Linked DNA regions of Zea mays: region 2 is linked to region 1. The links are chromatin contacts, called in public Hi-C maps. All regions are on one chromosome and are shown on one strand. The core of a region is the stretch at or near the end of the contact, and the rest is flanking DNA. Distances in the headings are between cores, read along the strand shown. Region 1 holds the start of LOC100275300. Region 2 holds the start of LOC542220 (glutamic dehydrogenase 1).

The links. Hi-C and Micro-C count contacts between places; a contact is called where the count stands out from the background.
Region 2: a Hi-C map of endosperm shows a contact between it and region 1, with 2.9 times the contacts expected there. The contact joins the promoter of LOC542220 here to the promoter of LOC100275300 in region 1. A contact is called at or near these places in 4 of 25 Hi-C or Micro-C datasets (bundle sheath, ear, endosperm and 1 more).

What each region holds. Positions count from the first base shown.
Region 1 is chr1:293,677,712-293,682,720 of Zm-B73-REFERENCE-NAM-5.0, reverse strand. LOC100275300 reads left to right here and starts at 2,929. Exons shown (of 2, transcript NM_001149415.3): 1 at 2,929-3,275; 2 at 3,507-3,779. The coding sequence starts at 2,961. The coding sequence ends at 3,275. LOC103644161 (25.3 kDa vesicle transport protein) reads right to left here. Exons shown (of 7, transcript NM_001352058.1): 7 at 4,910-5,009.
Region 2 is chr1:294,106,058-294,111,258 of Zm-B73-REFERENCE-NAM-5.0, reverse strand. It overlaps LOC542220 (glutamic dehydrogenase 1), which reads left to right and starts at 3,601. Exons shown (of 10, transcript NM_001254781.1): 1 at 3,601-3,841. It overlaps LOC103644169, which reads left to right. Exons shown (of 7, transcript XM_008667362.3): 7 at 1-803.

The DNA.
Region 1 (5,009 bases), core at 1,680-4,179:
GGATAATGGCATAAAGTCATCATCCTCATCAGCAGCTCGCCTTGTTTCGGGTCTAACAGTCTCCGCCGGAACACGGGGTATGTCAACGCTGAAGCACTCTTGAGTAGACTGGATTATAATCTGTTTTGGATTAGAAGGAGGTCGATCTACGTTCTTCATGTCTGATGTTCCTGCCAAATGAAACAACACATATACATAAAATACGTAAAGGATCAATAAAAAGATAAGCGCAAGTCAATTCAGTTCAGTTCATGACCATGCATCCATTAGATCCCAACAAATCATGCAGCATCACTACTAAAATTGTAAATTGCATAATTCTGTCAACAAAGCAGCATAACACAGTATTGTAAATTGCATAAATGTGTGAGACTAAATGGATCAAAAAAAATCTGCTCATATGCGACATCCAATTAATGTATAACCTGGTTATTTCGTGCGTGCTGACCCAAATTGAACAACAAGATGTTTATGGCATAACATATTGATGTATGTATCATACTTCTGTCAACAAAGCAACATAAACAGAGTATTGTAAACTGCATAAACGTGTGAGAGATTGCATACTATAAATTTGTGTCTCCGTTTAACTATAAATTTATGCTGAATTGGTTTTTGATAAATCAAGCAATTGGCAAAATAATAAGGTGAAACCTATTTACGATTCAGATTGTAAGAGTTAAAGGTTGATGACTTACCGGAGTGTGGATGTGCCTGGAGGCCAGCCGAATTCGGGACCCCTCTGCAGGGGACAACCCAAGGCGACGCGCGGCTGTGTCAAATGCGTAGGGGACTCGACGTTGGGGACGGAGCTCGCGACGGCGTAGGGGACTCGGCGTTCGGCCACCGCGGTGGAGAAGATCGAGGTCTCGGTCTCTGCGGAGGAGAAGAACGAAGGGGCGGCACAACCGCCTCCACGATTCCGGGTCCCTTCCCGGAGACGAAGAATAAGGCCACGGCGTGTATACGGCGGAGAAGGCGAGTCCGGGTCTCTGCGGTGGTGAAGGAGAATGCGACGGCGGTGGAACGACGGGGGGAGAATCTCTGTGTATTCGGCGGGCGCGGTGGACAAGAAGCTCACGGCGGCGATTAGTCTAGGGTTCGACGGGCGCGGAGGAGAAGTAGCAGACGGCGGCGGATTTGGCTAGGGTTCGGCCGCCGCGAGAGTTACGGGAGAGATGAGCTGAAAAAATGAGTGCTCGGTTCCTTGATTCGTGGGCCCGATAGACGTAAGCTACCCAGATTGCGGGGACACGATCTTTTCGTGGGCCCGGATGCCGCGAAACATGCGCACACCAAAAGTGTGTAAAACGTAACAAGATTGAGCATAACGCGTAGTTATAATTGACGTAACTAGGTGGTACAGTCAGCCAAAAAAGCGTGCGCGCCTGGTCGGTACGGTGCGGTCAGCGCACCTGGTCGGTTTCTGGTCGGGGCTTCCATTAGTTAGAGAGAGCCCAGGGCTCTAAATACTATATATATATATATATATATATATATATTACATTCGTTCACAAATATATGACACCATTGACTTTTTATTGAAAATTTTGACCACTTGTATTATTCAAAAAATATAATCTTAAGTCAAGCACAAACTACCTTAGGTGATAAAATAAATCACAAAAAAATAAATATTAACTTATTATTTTTTAAATAAGATGAGTGATCAAAGTTTTTTAAAAAAAGTCAACAGTGTCTTATATTTATGAACATATGGAGTATATAGCACGGGCGCACGACATAAGGCCATCGGCCTTCTCACAGCAAATAAATGGGCGGTCGATGCCAATGCTCACGGCGCCGACACACTGCCACCTAACAAATAACTCAGCTATGGAAACGAGATTTAGGCGTCATCTATATTGACGTCGTGACTTGTAACCTCGACGTAAATAGTGATGGCGCCGAGATAAGAATCCATTTTTTAAAATTTTAAATTAGAAAGGGTGTAGTAAAAGACTGTCAGCAACGTCGCCAGGTGTCCGCGATTGTGGCACCACCGACTCGCCGAGACGTCTCTCCACCGTGACACCGACACGGTCCTGTGCGCGGCTGTGAGCCTGTGAGTAGGGATAGCAATAGGTATGGGTATGGGTATGGGTAAATAACCGCGGATAATTATCCATTGGATGCGGGTATGGTGGAATTTGGTATCCGTGGGTATGGTTATGGATATAATAAGGTATCCGCGAATAATAAGGCCCGATTGCCATCCTTGCCTGTGAGACAGTTGAGCACTGAGCCTGTATCTGCACGGTCGCCAGCGCGAGAGGCTTTGCCCACTGCCCATCCACCTCCGACTCCGACCCCGTGGAGACGCGCACGGCGCACCCAACCTTTTTGCTGGACAGGACAGGACTTGGGTGCCAGTTGCCACGGAGGGTTCTGCTCTGCGGGAATTAGGGACAAAGTGCAGCTGCAGCTGCAGGTGGAGGCCGGCTGTGTCTGTGCGAGCTGCATTTGCATCATTAGGATTAGGGACGTGCGTTTGGTAGAATTGAGTAGTGGCGCGCAGTACGAAGGATATGCTTCACCAATCACATGGGCCATTAACGCCGTCGATCTGCTGGTACTATACTAGTCGAATTGGCGATTGGTAGATGGCAGTAGTAGCAACCCAAACCCATGGGCCATGCTGATCTGCATCGCAGTTTTGCAGGGACACGACACGAGTCAACGAGGATAGTCGTCGCAATCAAGCGAAGGAGAGGAGAGGATACAAGGCAAGGCAAGGCAAGGCAAGGCAAGGCAAGGAGTCAAGGACGGTTGCGATTACGATTATGATTACAATTACGATTACGACGGCGAACGTCCATCAATAAGAGAAACGGGCCCGTGCGCCCACCCAAACCCAACAACTCCAAACCCGAAGCCCCCACGGCGCAGGCCTAGGTGTAGGCGGCGCGGACCAGGGCCGGGCCGCCGGAGGCGCGCTACTTGGCGGCGGCGCAGGGGAGATGTGCGAGGGGAGGCGGCCGGTGGACGCGAGCCGGGCGGGGTGGGCGGCGGCGGCGGAGCTGCGGCGGAGAGAGGCGGCGGCGCGGGCGCGCCTGGCGGAGGCGCTGGCGGAGCTGGAGCGCGCGCGGGCGCGCGCCGCCGAGCTGCAGCGGCGCATCGAGCAGACATACGGCAAGCGCCGGCGCCTCCTCGAGGAGACCCGCGGCCGGATCCACGAGATCCACGCGCGCCTCCACCAGGACCAGGACCGGGATCAGGAGCAGGAGCAGGAGCCCTCCGCCAGCGGCACTTCCTCTCCGTCCTCGTCGTCGTAGGTGCGTGCGGCTCTCTATCGACAAACTCTGCCTATCCTGCCGCTTTGCTCAGCACACGCTTGGAATAGGAATCTGGATGAGCACTTGCTGGCAGTGATTTGACTGCGGCCCGTCTCCGATCGAGCAGCAGTACCTTGCCGATTCATTTTCTTGTTTAGTTCCCCTGTGTGTCTGCTCCTGATCCTGATCGAACAGTAATGGCTATTAACAAAATCCGATTATTTTATGCAGGGAACAAGCGAGTTGGCGCTGGATCATCGATGGTTTCTACTGCTACGCCGCGCGCTTCTTTCCCGTTTCCTCTTGTCTTATCGTTAGCTTGCAAGCTTGACTTTGGCCATGTACCGTAGCTGTAGTATACACGACTCTCTCTGACCTACAGAACGTCAGAAAATTGCTCAGTGACTGAATTGGATTGGGAGTTAGTTCTAGAAACACTCTAATCAGACTAATAAAATTCGTTCACTGCTGTGTTGGCTCGTGACTGAATTCGTCACGAGATAATTCTCACTCTCTTTACAATCGCTTTTCTTCACGGTGAGTAATCGCTCTCACGAAGAAAGAATAGTAAGGCGATGTGACCCAACCATTGGGGCTAAAAAAAAGCACTCTCACGACCTGGCTCGAGTCGGAGAGGTTAACGAGACCGAGCCGAGCCTACTTTTATAGCTCGTTTAAACACGAGCTTAAGTCGGAGAGGTTAACGAGACTAAGCCGAGCCTATTTTTATAACTCGTTCAAACACGAGTCGAGACGAGTCTGAGAAAATCCGAGTCAGCTCATGAGCCGAATAGATCATGCAGTGCTATGGCACGACACTATTACATTACTATGTTATTGATTTATTTTCTTATTTTACGGACATAATAGTATAGATATAGTTTAAAATATGTTTCTAAATTTTTGATACATATTTTTTAAATTTTATTTATAATAAAAATATACAATTTATCTTGCAAAGAGATTTAGGGTCTGTTTGGTTCGTGGCTAACTATGCCACACTTTGCCTAAGGTTAGTCGTTCGAATTGAAGAACTAACCTTAGGCAGAAAAGTTAGGCAAAGTGTGGCAAGTGAGGCTGCGATCCAAACATGCCCTTAGTGCGGCCATTCGTGAACCTTAAGGAGCCCGAGCCTGAAATTCGAGTGACCGAGCCGCACTTCCAGCCCTACCAAACCATCGCACCGAAGCGCAGTCAGTTGTCATGCTGAAAGGCAAGATGACCTCAATCCCAAGGAAAGGATATCCGCGATGCCACCAGCCAACTCGCAGTCTTCACTTTGGCAAACCAAAGCTCAGTGCTGAGTTGCGCAAAGGCTAAAGGCAGCGCACAGTAGCACACGTCTTTGGCAACTAGTTCATACTGCGCTGTACGGTTGGGCTATGGCGTAAGAAAAACTATTGTCTGCTGTGTGTTATAAAAAAATATTGTTGTCTGCTGTGGGTTTTGAGGTGTAAAAACCGTTCGGTATTAGCTGTCAAAAGCCACCAAAAGTTCTCTCCAAGAGCCGTTAAAATCAGGTCCAGAGTTTTTTTGGATTTTAGACGGCAACAAAGCCCAATTTTTTAAAAAAGTTGCTTACTAGATTCAACCCTTTGGTTTGGCTTTTAGAAGACAAAAAAACACAGCAAAAAGACAAACCAAACACACCTTAAATCAATACATATTAGGCAGCTATAAAAAGCATGCTCGAGTTTCGTCAACTCATCAGACCACCCTGAATCTTTATATTGA
Region 2 (5,201 bases), core at 2,352-4,851, 430 kb before region 1:
CATCTTCCCCGATTCAAAATCGTCCTGGTCGCATCTTCCCCGATTCAAAATCGCCCAGTTGAGTTTTCCAATCCTATATTTTTTTCTCGAAAGTTTTCCAATCCTATATTCAGTTTGCAGTAACACGATTTTTGCATTTAGCCATTTTTTATTTTGTTGTATACTTTCGTACTGCTTCGTAGACAGCAAGCAATGATTATTGAAACTAATAGTAAGAAGAATGCCCCATCTATTGACTCCAAAGCCCACGTTCTTTTGTAATTCTATAGTGAAACTTTGTCAATTATTAGGGTCCTAGATTCAGTGACCGTTTATCCACCCCATGTCAATGTCTTGCAACTATATGTTCATCTTAAATGCAGTTCTTTTTTTTTCAATTGGTGAATAAATAAAATATATAGCCTTGTAAGGCTGACCTGGTTTCACTACGTTCTGGTTTCCCATGTTTACATCTAGCACCTTTGAACTGAACATGTGTCATTTAAGATACGAGAGTTGAGTAGTATTGTTTGATGTAAATCTCTACCACTATAAAACACCTTTCTACCGTTGGCATGCGTTAACACAGTGATAATTTGCAAATGCAAATTAGCACTTTGAACTGCAAAGAGGTCTACTGTTCATATTATTTCCTATGAGGTAGTATGTCTATGCGTTAACACAGTGATAATTTGGTAGTATGTCTTTTGTCTGAGCAACTTCTGTTGTGGTTATTGTTTATAATAATGGCCTACATGTAGTATTCATTTTCTCTGTAGTATAATAAGCCCATTAAAACAATTGAATGCCATTGTCCGTGCATCCATTATTTTTTGTGAATGTGCTATGTACATGTAATAGTGTAGGGGCTCTTCTATTCCATCGTAGTACACTATCTTTTTTACTGAACTTTTTTTTGGAAATCCTATGACTCACTTTTTTAGGTCCTCTCCGTTGGACTTTTGGTAAAGTCACATAAATCTTAATCTTACGAATTGCTAATTGGTTTATACTAATATCGTGTAGAATTTTTAGTTAAAATTATTCAGACATTAGTAATATAAATTTTATTTATAAGGTAGTTCACTTTGGGTTTCATATGATATGTGAATTTATGTGATGCAGTATCTGGTACAAATAATTGTTGATGAATATAACATTTGTATATTTGTGTAAGGTACAATCAGGCCATGACTAATGTGCAATCATGTGTAAATGTAAAAACAAGTATCTTAGTATGTTGGATCATGATCCAGCCTTTTCTTTTTATGCTTCTCTGGATGTACCATTGAACACAAAGATAAATAAACATAAGAGCACTAATATTATCGAATATTTTATATGCCGTTGCAACGCACGGGCACATAACTAGCACTGATCATACAATTGCGATACAGATTTTGGAGATATGTGACAAACGCCATGCCCTGTGCATTAGAGAAGATACAGAATCGCCATGCCCTGTACAAGACAGTGAGCCAAATTCTTGTTCATTTTGCACTATGATACATATTGATTCATTAGGCCCTAGGTTGGAGGTTGTGACTGATGAGTTGGGAAGGGATTACTTGATTGGTGGTGTACAATTCTTGGACTGGATACATGTTCCAGTTTTTGGTCCATTAGTTCAGGAATTGTTTCATTTACATGTATATTCAGTACACTCGTATAATGGAAACAGGCAAATCTCTATCTCATTCTTTGGTTATTGTGTTATTATACGGTTCCGTTGCAACGCACGGGCACTCACCTAGTAAAGAATTAAGAATGTACTAGGTAGAGTAATCTCTACCTAATCACGAGAGAGAATCTCGTACTCCTCCCGTCTTTCAAATTGTATGTCTGTTCAAACTTTTCTGTTTTGTTTTGGTTTTGTTTTGGAGGTTTAAGACGTGTATCAGGTCTGATAAAAAAAACATACAGAGTATTGTAGGTATCTGTAACATCAAACAGATATTTACGATAAAAGTACAGCTAATAATTAATCTAACGATATTTTCCCAATAACATAAATATTATATTCTTTTATTATAGTATAAAAATTGATCAGATCGACTACCTTATACTCCCTCCGTTTGTTTTTAGTTGTCGCTGAATAGTTCAATTTTGCACTATCTAGCGACAACTAAAACGAAACGGAGAAATTATCGGTTAAGAAAGCTAGAACGAACTTACTTTTTTTAAAAATGGGAATGACATGGGAAGGAGAGAGGAGCACGTAAATTCTAAAGCGGCCAACTTGCATGCAGATCGCATCATATTCATGACGTGGTTCCCCGTTTGTGTGTGTGTTTGAGCTTTGTTTTGGCAACCGCGGATGATGCAGGATTAGAGATGGCAATGGGCCCCGATCCACGATTCCCCGCGGGGAATTCCTCCATTAGGGGATGAGGATGAGGAAGGTTCTCCCCCCATAGGAATGTAAACGAGGAAAAATCCTCCCCCGATGGGTAAACGGGGACGGGATAAGGAAACATTCTCCATCCCCGTTCCCCGCGGGGACCCGTTAAACTTATATATGATGATGTTTTCATGTAATATATAATAATAAACATAAATAATTATATTGTTAAGAGATAACTCATTGTATAAATTTGTTATTTTGATGTACACATAATGAGTTCTAACATCTGACAATGTATATAAGTGATAATGTTTTGTATTAATAACAAAGAAAGTGTGTCATAATTATAATTTAAGCGGAGACGGGGATCCCCGATGGGGATTTATCCCCGTGGGGAACGGGGATGGGGAAGAAAAGCCCCCGCAAGAGTTCGTGGGAATTCCCGCGGGAGAATTTTTTTTGTCGCGGAGACGGGGTACGGGGAGCCAAAACCCGACGGGGATTTCCCCGTTGCCATTCCTATGCAGGATATATGTTCCCATCGTGACCGTGCACGCATTTTGGCTGGGATTTTGGAACGCTGTACGATTCTTCCATGGGGATAACGACGACGGTGTACGTCCCACGTTGATCACACTTATCAGGACTTAGGAGACATTCCAATCATCAATTCCAGGAACACGACTGAACTTGTAAATAAAACCCCGCAGCGCTTTTATATCGCTTTTATATAGAGTAGATGTTTTACCCATTAATATACCGCAGGTATACCCAGTATAGAAAACTTCTCGTATCCATCTTTATATCGGATAAAATCTATTGATTATTCGAGTTTCGGGTAACTATTGGCATCTCTCCGTATACAGTGCTAAATAATAAGGGTTGGAATGCCGCGTCATGCCGTCATCACGACGAGGCTGGACCTGCTGGACGTACTCCTCTCCACTCCATGGCAGTGGCATGCCCTTTTCCGTCAGAAAAAGCCGGAGAAACGGGTGAAACCCAACCGTCAGATCATCGACGACGACGGCGAAGGTGCCAAAGCTCCCCCGCTCTTTCTTGCCGTCATTCATCAGATCAGAGAAAAAGAAAACACGGGATGGAAATGGAATGAGATACACGCACGCACCGAACCCAACCCAACCCAACCCCAAAGCAGTTGGAATTGGAATCCCAGGCGGATCCAATTCTGCCAATTGCAAGCACCGTCGGCCCTGGCGTCATCGCCCAATTACCTCTCCCTCTCCTCCCCACGCCGGCCGGAGAAACCCCCCACCCAGCACCAGTTCCCAACTCCTCCCCCCACACACTCTATCCTCCTCGCCGCCTGGGGCACAGTCACAGAGTATTTCCCCCCCATTCTCCATGCATCGCACGAGTGTCTCCTATAAAACCCCGCGCAACCCCCCCGCTCCGACGGCACGCACGGACGACGCACCGCACACTACCCGGCGGTGGAACTCCTCGCCCGCGTCGCTGCTCCGGTCTCCGCGCTGCTAGCCGCCGACTGTAATAACTGTAAGGCTCTCCGCCTGCGCCCGTTCTCCGCGCTCGTTCTCGCCGCCGTCGTCCGTGTTTTGCCTGATTCAGCAGTTCGGCGAAACCGGTGCGAAGATTGATGATCTGACGACGAGAGCCTCAAAGTTTCTTCTTGCGGTCTTAGTTTATTTATTGCTACAGTTGCAGCGATCGACAACGCCCCCCCTACCTTGTTGGCTGGCGCAACTAGTTAGGTCAACCGAAACTTGCTGCTGGGGTTGCCTCCGGTTCTAAATTTTTTTTAGCACGGGAGTTTATTCTTCTTTACATGATTGGTACACCATGCGATCAACGTGCGTCGCTCCGTTCTCTTCAAAAATTGAATCTGTTGCTAATTCTAGAGAACAGTGCTTGGCTTGGCTGACCTCACCTGTTTGGTTTGTGGCAGAATCTCAAATTATTATGGGTCGCCTTCTCTCTCTCTCTCTCTCTCTCTCTCTCTCTCCCCCTTCGTCCAGCAAATACACACACATACACACGTATCATGTTCCATTGGCTTCACATGTCACCAGTCGTATGCTATATCACTTCGAATGAAATCGTGTAAATCATCAACTTGTCTTATTCTTCAGACGCCTGCACCCTGCAGGATCATGCTTTGCGTCTGAACACTTTAATTCATCATGTATAGACAGTGCCCTCCTAGCTTTCAGTGGGAATTAGAAGATTCGGCAGATTATCTCTGAAAATTCACCTTACGAGAGCTTCGGATTAAAACCGGCTGTTTAGACTGCTGCAGTTACAATCCATAGAGACAAAAATACTGTATAAACAATACAAGCCGGTACGGATTAAAGCCAAACAAACAGACAAAACTAAAATGGTATTGTAATACACGGCCCCGCTAGCATCTCCAAATCCTAGGTTTGATTTCTCTCGTGGACGAATTTTCTGACTGTATTAAATAAATTCCCTTGTTGTGTCTCATCCGCTCTCGGTTTACGATGTTTTATACACCACCTTCTGATTGGGCCATTGCAGAGTAGATGGTTGGCACGACTCGTTAATAATAAAGGGCCAGAGTTCGATAATTTTCTCGGCCAGAACTATTGTTTTTGTCTCTTCTTAATATAATAATACCGAGAGGGCAGTCATTTCATCCCTAGCCGATTTTTTTATAATACACACACCCTAAAGTTAGAGGCTTGAATTTTGGCTGCCAGGCCACTCCATTTCGTCTTTACTCTTGAGAGCAAGGGTCTAGGACAGAGCATATCTTCTTTTCTTGATTTGTTCTTTCGGAATACGCTCTCGTCTATCGGGTTGGGAGAGCATATCTTCTTTTCTTGATTTGTTCTTACGATCTTATCCTAACTATGGGGGGCAAGCTCACATACAC